Linked DNA regions of Anas platyrhynchos: region 2 is linked to region 1. The links are chromatin contacts, called in public Hi-C maps. All regions are on one chromosome and are shown on one strand. Each heading gives the region's core, a stretch centred on a gene start, on an enhancer-like site or on the middle of the called end of the contact. The rest is flanking DNA. Distances are from core to core; before and after follow the strand shown. Region 1 holds the start of CARD19 (caspase recruitment domain family member 19). Region 2 holds the start of FGD3 (FYVE, RhoGEF and PH domain containing 3).

Evidence for each region. A called contact is a pair of places that touch in the nucleus more often than the background predicts.
Region 2: a Hi-C map of subcutaneous adipose tissue shows a contact between it and region 1, with 2.1 times the contacts expected there. The contact joins the promoter of FGD3 here to the promoter of CARD19 in region 1. A contact is called at or near these places in 2 of 8 Hi-C or Micro-C datasets (skeletal muscle and subcutaneous adipose tissue).

What each region holds. Positions count from the first base shown.
Region 1 is chr13:20,090,024-20,095,787 of IASCAAS_PekinDuck_T2T, reverse strand. It overlaps CARD19 (caspase recruitment domain family member 19), which reads left to right and starts at 3,204. Exons shown (of 7, transcript XM_072044398.1): 1 at 3,204-3,510.
Region 2 is chr13:20,278,578-20,284,341 of IASCAAS_PekinDuck_T2T, reverse strand. FGD3 (FYVE, RhoGEF and PH domain containing 3) reads left to right here and starts at 2,634. Exons shown (of 19, transcript XM_027467624.3): 1 at 2,634-3,017. The coding sequence starts at 2,882.

The DNA.
Region 1 (5,764 bases), core at 1,955-4,454:
GCTGGGTGAAATAAACTGCCCTGGGATGTCTGGGCGAACACGCTGTGTAAGAAGGGAGCCCAGTTACCCTGCCCTACAGACAGGGCCAATCTGAGCAATGTGTAACGGGGGAAAGTAAAACCTTGAGATCGTGGGGATACTGATGGCCATGGGAAACAACGGCACCGGTGGGTACATTTACTGTCTCTGTGCCGGAGCATTGGATCACTGTCATTTATTAAGGCCTCTAATACAAGAAGCAGCAAAGTCGCAACAAGATAAGGAAACAACACCCATGCTGTTTTTGTAAGATTTGTGGCTCTGTTCCCTCTGGGACTGTGCTTAGTTTATGACAGTTGCACCCCCTGGAGTTGGCTTTATTGCTCATGTAAACATTATTTATTGTCAGGAGGAAAATGAGTGCTGTGCAGGAAGGAGATGAAAGTAGCTGGGAATCTAAAATAGACACTTAAAAACTCACATTTATTAAGTTAACCCTTAAATGTTTGCTACCAGTGATTTCAAAAGAATTCAGGTTCCCATTTCTGCTACCGAGGCCGTGTATTTCTTTGTGCATGTTATGGAACTGGTGGCTTGCAATTAAGGACCAAGTTAAACACTGCAAGCTGCATAAACAAGCACAAGGCAGCCCCCTTCCTGCATAGGTGCTTATAAGTTAATTGATGTACATTAGCGTATGATAGGATAATTCTTCACAGATTAAAAAAATGCCAACAGTGTTTACCAGAGCAGTCGCTCATTTCCGTTCCCTCACGCTGTGTTTTAAAGGAGCTTTCCCAGAGCAGGCAGCTCTGCTGAGGCTGTTGCACTGGTCTCTTGTTAAGCTCTGACTGCTTGCAGGAAACCAAAAGATGATTTTTAAGATCTTATGCTAAATACTAAACAGGGAATGTTTTTTAAGCCAGCTGACATGATATTTGCTATGGGAAAGTATCTGATCCTTACTGCCTTTTAAATGAAAATTCAGACTTTGAAAGAAATGAAAGAGAATGCATTTGCCATGCTCGAATCACGAAGGGCCTGAGCCTCAATGTACCAGCTGCTCCACAGGGGAATCCAGCGCATCCAGCCCTGGCAGAAACACCTCCCCGGGGAGCACCTGCTTCAGCTGTGGGATAACACAGGGCTCAGCATTGCTGGATCCTGTGATTTTTGTCACAAGTCTCGTGAGATTTTCTTTAGCTACAAATATAAGGTGGGTGAATACGTGAAAATCACAGCTTCCATTTATAAATAAGTGAGTGTCTCACCCTTGTACTTGAAGGGAGAAGTTTCAGACCTGAAGTGTCAGACAGCAGAAGTAAACCACAAGTCTCTTGCCTTTCTCTGATGACAATGACATGACTCAGGGGTGGCCTGACTCCTGATTGAAGAGCACCTGGAGCTGTCAAATGTGTGCGTGGCCTTCAAATGTCCAATATGTCTGAAAAAAGGGGAAGAATGCATTTTGATGTGGCCAGAGCAAGGAAGCTTGGGATGGATATTGGAGTACCTACTGCAGAATGAACATTGCTCTCATGGAGCTTTCCACAAAGATTTTTGGAGAGGTCAGCTTTCACCAGGCACCTGCCCCTTGGGAAGTATTTAATGTGCTGTTTTCCTCTGCATGCTCTGCTGCCGTGAATCTAATTTTTTTATGGTATAGTATTTTTCAAAGCTTCCATGCACCTGAGAAGTCTGGGATCTGGAGAAGAGACAGGACTGTGACACTGCTGGGGCACGAAGCTTGCAGGAGGTGGCTGATGCCATAGAGCAGGGCTGGCGGGATGCCCTCTGGCCGCAGCACACCCTGCAGGAAGGGCAGGACAGAGGCGGCTGATGGCCCAGATCTCCAACCATCTGCTTCCCAAACCTCCCGGTCAGCAGTGATGCCTTGGAAGCTGAGTAACTAAATGAATCAGCTATAACTTATTGTCAGATGTAAATGGCTTGTGCAACTATTTTAGTTTTTAGGTTTTGGTTTTAAATGTCATGCAGCACAACTTCTTAATAACTAATTGAATGGTAGACGTAATTGAATCTTCTGCTTGGAAGGACCAAGCAGAAAACCTGTCACCACGCCAGCTGGTAGCCTCTGAGATGATTCTGTGCAAATTCTCCCCAAATCATGTTCCCCTAAAAGCGATACAAGGAGCCTCATTTGTTTCTTCCTTCAGTAACAGGAGGAGGGGATTTTTTTACTTTTTTTTTTTTTTTTTTTTTTTAAGGACTGTTATGAAGAAGGTTGATTTACAGTGCTGGTGTTGAAAGGCTCTTGTACAACCATTCCACAACAACTAGCCATGTCTATTGTCACTGCAACCAGAAGATATCAACTGATGGAAATGCTGTACAGTTTCCAGCTCTCTGCATGACAAGACATTTCAAAAGCCAGTCTCCATTCCTGGTAGCTGGTGCTAATGCAAATGCAATGATGGAAATGTGAAACTCCTCTGGCAGACCAGCAAGCAAGGGAATGAAAGTTCATCTGGTGGAAGGCAGAAGTGAAGCAGCTTGTTCCCTGGATCCCTGGTGCTATACTTAAGCACGCATGTGTTCAGACTGTCCATGTGTTTCAAGGTCAGGGTGGTATGGAAATGCTCACAGTAGTGTTTCCCACAGGAGGTATGTTGCATCTATGAGCTGCGATCTGCAATAGCTTCAAATCCACACCCAGATGCTGGCCTTGAATTCATAAAGCCTGTGGGCTGTGTGCGGGCTGCACAATGTCCTTTTTGTCCTTCCTGGACAGTGGTGGTCAGGTGAGGCACTGGGGCTAGCAGGGTGGTCACTTCCCTGTGAGGATGCTGCACACACGGTGGCTTTGTTCTCTGCTGGAGCTGGGCTGAATCTCAGCTTACCAGCTCTGCCAGCTGTTTATTTATACACCTATGTTAAGGAGAGGATGCTCAGTTGGCTTTATTTGCTTCCTGCCTTCACAAAATTTCAATGTTTAGGGGTTTTCAGAAAAACAAACAAACAAAAAACACATAATGGGACGAGTATTTTACTCCTTTACATAATTTGTTTTTTTTTTTGTTGTTGTTATTTTGTTTTGTTTTTTGTTTGTTTTTTTAAAAAGGGATCAGATATCAAGCCGCGTGGTTTTGAACACATATGTGAAGCTCTTTGTCACCCCACGTACAACCTCACAGCACTGTCTGTGGTATTTCCGACGTGAGTTACAGCCGATATATGAGGGCTTATTCTACGTGCCGACCTCTGCGGTGTGCCAGGAGCAAGGGGTGCTCCGTTTTTGCGCTGTCTGTGCAACCTTTGCGTCCTGCCAATGCCGCCAACATTCCCAAGGACACAGTGGGTGGCTCCCTGCTGTCACAGCCACCAGAAGCGAAACCTGCCCCGGGCCCCCCCCCCGAGGCTGGGCCGCCAGGGAGCGAAGCTCTGTGGTGGAGCTTCCGCCCTGGCGTCTGGAGCCAGAAGGAAAAAGAAAAAAAAAAGAAAAAAAGAAAACCACCACCACAAGCGGGGGGAGCGGCCCCACCGCCGCCCGGACCATGCTCTACAGAACGTGTAAGTGAGGGGGGCTCGGGCAGTCCCAGCGCATCTCCTCCTTGAACGCAGGGTGAGACTAGGTTGAAACCCGTGTTTTGTTCATCCCTGCAGGGCTCTGGTCCCGTTCAGCTGGGGGAAAGTGGAGACTCATGTTGTGATTTAACAGTTAACGGATAGAATGAGGAAACGCGGCATGCTGACGCCGCCATGGCAAGGGAAAGGCTTAGTAAATGAAGTAACTTGATAAATAAAGAAATCAGGCGGTTTCGCAGGGGGAAGCAGCGATCGCGTTAGAGATCAGCTACCCAGGAAATGCATCTGCTGCCCTTGTACAAGCTGGGAAATGAAACTCAGTCAGGTCGCTTCATCTGGCTGCTAGGCTGGGGGGGGGGGGGAAGCCTGAGAGAAATCCCAGAGGCTGAGAAGCCAGACCAGCCCCGCGGTCCAGCTTGGCTGGCAGCAGGGAGCGAGGACCTGGCCCAGGGCTGCTCTGTCTGTGACCGTTTTGAAAATAAAGCACAATTTGCCTCACAGGGCACAAGGGTTTCATTTAGCCCTTTATGCCCAGCTTGTCCCGGCTGCTGGTCCTGAAAGCTGTGCTCCATTTCTGGCTGTGCTCTTTGAATGTCACGGGCCTGGCTGTGGGAGGGGACTTGGTGGCCGGATCCTGCCAAGGCCAGGCCCCAGCACGGGTGATGTGTGTGTGGGACGCGGCCGTGTCCCCCCCCAGCGCCCCGCCGCCTGCCTCCTGTACCTGCCTTCCCGAAGCAACCTTCGTGGCGGTAAGGTTACAGCAGGCAGACGTGCCACGGGCATGAGGAGAAGCTTTATTTAACCCTTGATGCTTGCATCATTATCTGAGCCTGCAGGACAAAAATATCTCCAGGCAATGTGTCAGTGTACGCTGCGGCACTCCTGAGCGGTTGCTTTGCACTTCCATTCCACAGCGCTCAGAAACACTGCCTGCTAAATACCATTTGTGTCAGAGGTTTCAGTCTGTGTCACAGTAAGGCTACCAGGTTTTCAGGTCTGTGGTTAAGACGCTGGTAGTGACTCCAGGGACATTTTTGAGAAGAGCACAAACTGCAGTGAACTCACAGCTGTATAACACAGTCATAAAAGCAAACTTTCAGCGCGCCATATGCCACTGCTTCTCAGTGCTCAGCAATGTCTATTGCTGTAATATTTTAATATACAGATGAAATTCGCTTAAAAATATGATGAGAGGAGCTATAAAAATGACAATTTCCTTTCCACAAGGTGCCTGTTTCTATTACTACATCAGGTTGCCACAAATGACTTTGATATGGGCATGATCAAGGTCTCTGTGTGCAATAATAATAAGTTAAAAACCTGTTTTCATGCTGTTCAGAAAATCTGGATTTCTGAGGTTGAACTGAATAAACTCAGGATGCTTATAGTCTTCCCAAGGGCAGGCACCATAACCATGTCACATTATTTTGTAATACTAAAGCTATTCCAAGGAGGTGTTTTTTTTATTATTTTTTTATTATTTTTTTTTCTCCTATATTATTACATTTTTTGAAGATAGGGAAGCTGCTTCAATTTGAAGTATGGAGATATAGACCGAGACATTTTCAGGAGTAAATGTGGGGTCTTGGGTATCTCATTTGCTAATTAAGGTGGTTGTAACAGGCTGGCTTGCAAAAGCTCAGGGTTGCTGGCCAGGGGCATGTCCTGTGTTAGCCCCACAGAGACGAGGCTCAGAGGGTGCAGGTGTTGGATGTGATGCCGGGTGGGAGCCTCGCCCCCGGCGTGCTCCACCAGGGTGGAAATGCCAACCTGGCAGGGAAGGCCAGGCGCTGAGAACGAAGGCGAGAATATTGCATAGCTCAGAGGTCTGGAGGAAGACTTTTAGGACTGCCTGACCCTGCTAGGACAGCCCGGTATCCATCCCCACGCAGCTTCTCAGGGCTGGTGCCGGGTATGGCCCTTCCTCCCGCACACCGCCAAGTGGCAGCACTCGCAAACTTCCAGCAAAGGCTCTGTTTTACTCCACCTCTCCCCCTCCCTGGCCAGGCCTAGGCTTAGCTGAGCCGTCTCCTGCAGGGACGTGCAGCCGGCTGTGAGGAAAGTCCTCCCCGGTTCCTTTCGCAGCCCCTGCCTGCGCTGTGGGCCTGAGCAGGCCGGGCATCAGGCTTCAGCACTGCAAGCTCGGTGGTGGAGCTGGGCCAAAATCTCACTGAAGGAGCTGTGATCTGAACCCACAGAGGTCTCCAACGGGTCGGACCCAGCGCTGTTACAGGCCGAC
Region 2 (5,764 bases), core at 1,385-3,884, 190 kb before region 1:
TGAAGGGAAATAGCTAGGGTGCCTCTGATAGTCATGCTAGGAGGAAAGGGCTTAGCATAGCTGGATATGGATCTACAGCTTGCAACTCAGCAATAGGTTGAGTGCTGTGCTTTTACTCAAACTGTGCCCCAAAGCACAATCCCAGGTTTTGTTCCCCACACTTTTAAATGACTGAATTCCTCTCAATTCAGGGGGAAAAATAAAGCAACTACACAATATTCAGAGGAAGTGTCCCTTCCTGTTACAAAACCAATTCTGTAGCAGTTTTGCTTTTTCAGCCTATCTTCCCAGTAGCTTTTATTCCTTCAACTCCTTAGCAGAGTTGCAAAAAAGAGTACTTCTTTTATTTGTTGCTTATCCACTGATATTGCTCTCTGACTCCAAATTACTTACCTTGGTTGAAGACATAGCTTATTCGTAGATTTAAAGAAACTTACACTGGCCCTTTGTTACAATCCTGGTTGGCCAAAAGTAATGGCCACAAATTAATGTTTACTTAAATTGTAAACTCCCTCCAGAATTACTCATTGAATTCAACAGGTTCTGGTCAGAGATGCAAATTAAATACTGCCCATGCCCAGACCATAAAAGTTGAGAGTACCTACAATAAAAAATGCTCTAATTGAAAGAAACAATGAAACCAAAATGTTGGATAGGATGGCGCAAGAAGCGGATGGAAATAAATCAATCATTTTATTAAAGAACAATGGTTATTTGTAATGGTGCTATACATAAATATATGCCTAAAATAAACACTTATTTGTCTTAGCTTTATGCATTATGGTAAGGACTTCATTTTGTTTAGAGCAAAGAACCTGGATAATTTCCAATAATTTTTAAGCCTGTTTTTGTTGCTGAGCATCAGTCCTATATGATAAGCATGTAACAATAACTGGTAAGCTGTGATCTGCTCTGATGAAAGTACTTCAGAGAGAAGCTGTCTCATTATTCTAAAGGACAGGACTAATTTCATATACAGGAAGGAGTTTAATCTCTGGAAGGGTTGGTTGTATGTTAAATTCCTATATTAATGCTTTGAGGCTGGTCTTGAAATACATCTTACAGATGTGATTTCAAAAGAAACATCAAGAAATCCAGGCTGGCTCCTTACTGATAAATTTCCTTCAGGCCTCCATAGTCTGGTTTAACTGGACCTTATTCATGGCTTTACTCCAGAACAGCTAGTCTTTTTGTTTGGGAATAATTAGTCCAAAGAAATCCATTTTATGAATTTCATTACAATAACGTTCTTCTGCTCCACCACAATATTAAAGTTACTCAAAACCGTATTTCCATGATGGGACCTACATCATGGCTAGTTAGTTGTCTCAGGGAAAAGATAAGGAGCAAAGATTGATTATTGGGTAATGAAAAATAGACTAAAGCCTAATATAGTTAATTTCTGAATTTACTGTTTTGCATTTTTTCCTAAGGGGAAATGCCTTTCGGAAGACAGTTTTCTCATTTTTGTTCTTTGGAGATAAATTGTTTGATATGTGTTTTTAAGCTTAATTTGGTTGTTTTACTTGGTATTATTCAGTCCTTGCAATGAGTGGTTGATGATCTTACCTCTCAGAAAGCTGTCCTTTAAACATGTACTTCATCTGAAGACAGTGTTTTAGCATGGCTGTAGCACACCCTCTGCAGAAGGGCCACTCTGACCACAAGAGCAATGCTTCATCAGCACAGCATTAATGCCCCATTGCCTGTGAAGGACAGCATCACCCTTCAGTTCCTGGCACATTCTTCTCCCTGACAAAGACACAGAGCAATGAGTCAGTCCTGGTCTGCCTTTTCAAGAAGCTCTGAAACGACATATGGTTTGGTGTGGCTTTCTGGGAGGTGAGCAGCATTTGGTTGTCTGAGGGGACTGCACAACAGGGCTCATATTCTCTTTGCTTTCCACTCAAGATGTAAGGGAAAGGGCAGCAGTTTGGAGAGCCATCCACGGCCCTGGGACAGATGCTTTCAGCTTGGCCCTGCTACATGCCCAATAGCCACCCTCAGCAGCTGCACAAAGAGCTTTTGGCACTGATGGCAACAGCTGGTGTGGGAGCTGGGAGCCTTGTGAAGCTGAGGAGCAGCTGAGGGAATTGGCGTTGTTTAGTCTGGAGGAGGCTCAGGGAGACCTTATTGCTCTCTACACCTGCCTGAAAGGAAGGTGTGGGGAGCTGGGGGTCGGCCTCTTCTCACAGATAACTAGTGATAGAACAAGGGGGAACGGCCTCAAGTTGCGCCAGGGGAGGTTGAGGTTGGAAATGAGGAGACATTTCTGCTCAGAAAGAGCAGTCAGGCATTGGGACGGGTTGCCCAGGGAGGTGGTGGCGTCCCGGTCCCTGGGGGTGTTCAAGGAAAGGTTGGACGTGGCGCTTGGGGACATGGTTCAGTGGGTGACACTGGTGGTAGGGGGTGGTTGGAACAGATGATCTTGGAGGGCTTTTCCAACTCAATGGTTCCGTCATCCAAACAACAGGGCGGCAGGGCTTCGCCCTGGGCCGCCTCAAGATGGATCAGACCCATCAAGCGGGGCAGCCCGCGGTCCCGGGCGGCAGCCGCGCCTCCGGGAGGCGGCCACGGCGCTGCTGAGGAGCCCGGAGCCCGGCAGCGCCGTCCCCCGGCCCCGGGGCGCTCCCTTCCCCTCCGCCGCCGCCGGCCGGGCCGCGAGGGACGGGACGGGGCGGGGAGGCGTGAGGGGGCTTCACCGCCCCGCCGCGGCCTGCGGGCACGAAGCGCCAGGCCGGCGGGGCGATCCCATCCCCTCCGCTCCCCTCCGCTCCCCGCCCCGCCCGGGCCGCGCCGTGCCGAGGCGGGCGGCGGGAGCCCCTCCCGCCTCCGCCGCCTTCAGGGGCGCCTCGTCCCGCTGGCGGCGCCTCACGGCGCGATGCAGCTGCAGTGGGAGGGAGAGGAAACCCACCCCCCTCGCCCGGCGGCCGCCTTTGTAACCGCGCAGCCCGGCCCGACTCGCAGCGGCTCGGCGAGCGCCGGAGCGCGGCGGCGGGAGCAGATGGAGCCGGAGGGTAAGGCTGCGACCCCGGGCCGGGCCGGGCCGGGCCCCCGCGGGGCTGCTCCGTGCGGGCTCCGCGCCGCGCCTGCTGAGTCCTCGGCGGGGCTCGGGCTGCCCGGGCCGGCGGGGAACTTCTTTCTCTCCCCTTCTGCCTCTCCGTTTCTCCCTCCTCCTCCTCCTGTGCCCGGCTCGCAGCCCTTCTCCGCGGGGCGAGACCCTGGCGGGAGGCCCCCGGCTCCAGCCCGGGCTCCGGCCGCGTTTTGGGGCGCCCCGGGGGCTGGCGGCAGGGCCCCGAGCCCCGTCCCGGGCTGACAATGCCCGGGGACCGCGGCTCTGCGGGAACGCGGTCCTGAGCTGCGCAAATGTATTTTTAGGTCTCCTAAAACCACATAAAACCCGTCCTGTTAAACACTTATTTTGGTAAGGCTATTATTAACGGCACAGATCAAATTTGTTTCCTGCCAATCCATATTTAGGCACTCGTGAAATGCCAAGTTTTTTCTCCGCTCTCTCCTTTTTAAATACCTTTTGGAGCTGTTAGTAGTTATAATGTAAACCATTTCTAGTTGCAAATTGGAAACCTCTGAGCCATAATGGTCTGTTGCATTTAGCTGGCTGGCTCTTGTAAGCTCTACATTCTCATGCAAAAAAAAAAAAAAAAAAAAAAGCCTAAAAAACTTACGAGATTCATGTTTTAAAAATTGGCTGCATACATACATCGTAGCTGTTTTTTAAACCTCAGTACCTAAGTCACATTTTCCATTCCAAGCATTGAGAGTGGTTAAACTGTGTTAAAGGGATAGCTCTACCTTGGTTCCTGTGCGAGCTTTGGGGAATTTTAGCACAAAGGAAAATGGCTCTACAATGTAACAGAACTGGGGGCTAGCGCTTCTTGCAGTGCCTGAAACACAGCAGCACCAAGGACTGAAAGGGACTATTGGCAATTGTTAATGGCCAGAATTGGGTTTGTTGTCCACGCGGAGAGGCGTACAGAATGTAAACGGAATACATCTGGTGACGAACACACTGATAAAAATATTTTTTTACATTCTTTAAGATGTACATTTGTACTAGTAAGCCAGCTTTCACACCATTAGAAATTAGAATGCTTTACTTATACAGATGATATTCGAGCTAGCAGAACCGTATTTATAAAGTCATACTAAGCAAACTGGGTTTGTTCGTATATCTCCTTAGCTTAATAAAGCTGGAGGAAAATGATAAAAATAAAATTGAATTTAAATGAGTTCCTTCTTTTGAAGAAATAAATCCTTGTGTTGTACAAATGCAGTTTCTCTTCTGCCCTACTTCTTGGGCAGGTAAAGGCTGGATCAACCCAAGAAAGATCACAGTGAGTTGCAGACCTGCTGAGATTTACCGTCTGCCCTGGCTTCAGGGCTATTCAGACAATCTGACTCCTGGCATCTCCTGGGCTACTCGGGTACTTCAGTATGTTAAGCTTGGAGACGGTCCTCCTGTGTGGATTTGAGCCTGCAGGAGGTGACCAGGGATACCTGTGTTAGCAGCCTCTCCGTGAGTTACAGAAGGCTCCCAGGTTAGCCACTGGTAGGTAGGTGCTCTAACTACCCCACCGTATGCACGAATGTGTAGCTTTGTTGGCTGTGGTTGTCTTCAGGGACTAAGAGAGAGTTATTTCTGTTTGCCAAGTTACAGCACCTACAGTGTGGTGATCTAACTCACATATGTAGATGCTAACCTTGCTCCTGGGACTTTGATCAAATGTGTCCTGCTCACATCATTCCTGAAGGAGGCTGGAGGTGGAGTACCCTTCAGTGCGGCTCCTGGCATTTAAATGTACGTCTAGAACACTTGCTGAAGACGAATCTAGGACCCTGTCTTCCCAGAGGAACTCTGTCTCTTTATAGATACATAAGGTAGGAGATCCTTAAGGCATCTTCCACAGAGATGATAAAGAAAGATAGGGGATGGTAGTAGGCTACCCTTTCCTTAAGGAAATCTAGCGTGGTCTAGCAGTGCCACAGGAACTACTGACCTGGAAAACTCTTGTGGATGCCCCCTGTACCACATCACTTGAGGCAGTAATGTGCAAAGAGTTTGGGACTTGAAAGCTTATTTGGTCTTGAAGTGACTCAGAGATGGAGGAAAGGATGTTCATACCACTGAAAATGATGAAATCAACAGAGAGCACTGAAAATCCTTGTGGCTTCTTGTGTGGGATGAGCTTCTGTAGCATGCTCAAAAAGGAGGAAGAGTGTCCGAGGCCAGTAGCAGTGGGAGCAGGTTGCTGAGGCACTGGGGCTCCGGGAGGAAAGGCATGGGAAGTCAGAGTCCAAGGTGATGATTTTTCCCTTGTGCATTCTTTGCATTGTGATATTTTCAAGATGGGCTCTGTGACCTTTTCCCCCCCCCTAAGCAACGCGAGATTTTTATGCTGCAAGCTCAGTGATTAAGTTGTTAGGTGTTTGTTTTGAAGGAAGCCTTGCTCTCAAGCAACCTGCATGGGATGGTGTGGTTTGGGGACTGCTGCCCTCTGAAAGCCTATCTAAAATTTGTGCGTTTTCCACTCGTTTTCAGTGCCTAACATCCTTAAGGCAGTCTTTAGGAGCAGCTTTGTCCTGCATGAACCATTGAGCGGGTTTGATGGGCACTGGATGAACGCTCTTGTTCCTGACTGAGGCTGATCTGCTTCTACAGCCCTTACTCAATGATAATTGATATATTGCTTTAAAAGTGTCTGTACCTACTTTTGTTTTAGGTGTCTTGTTAAGTTTATCAGAC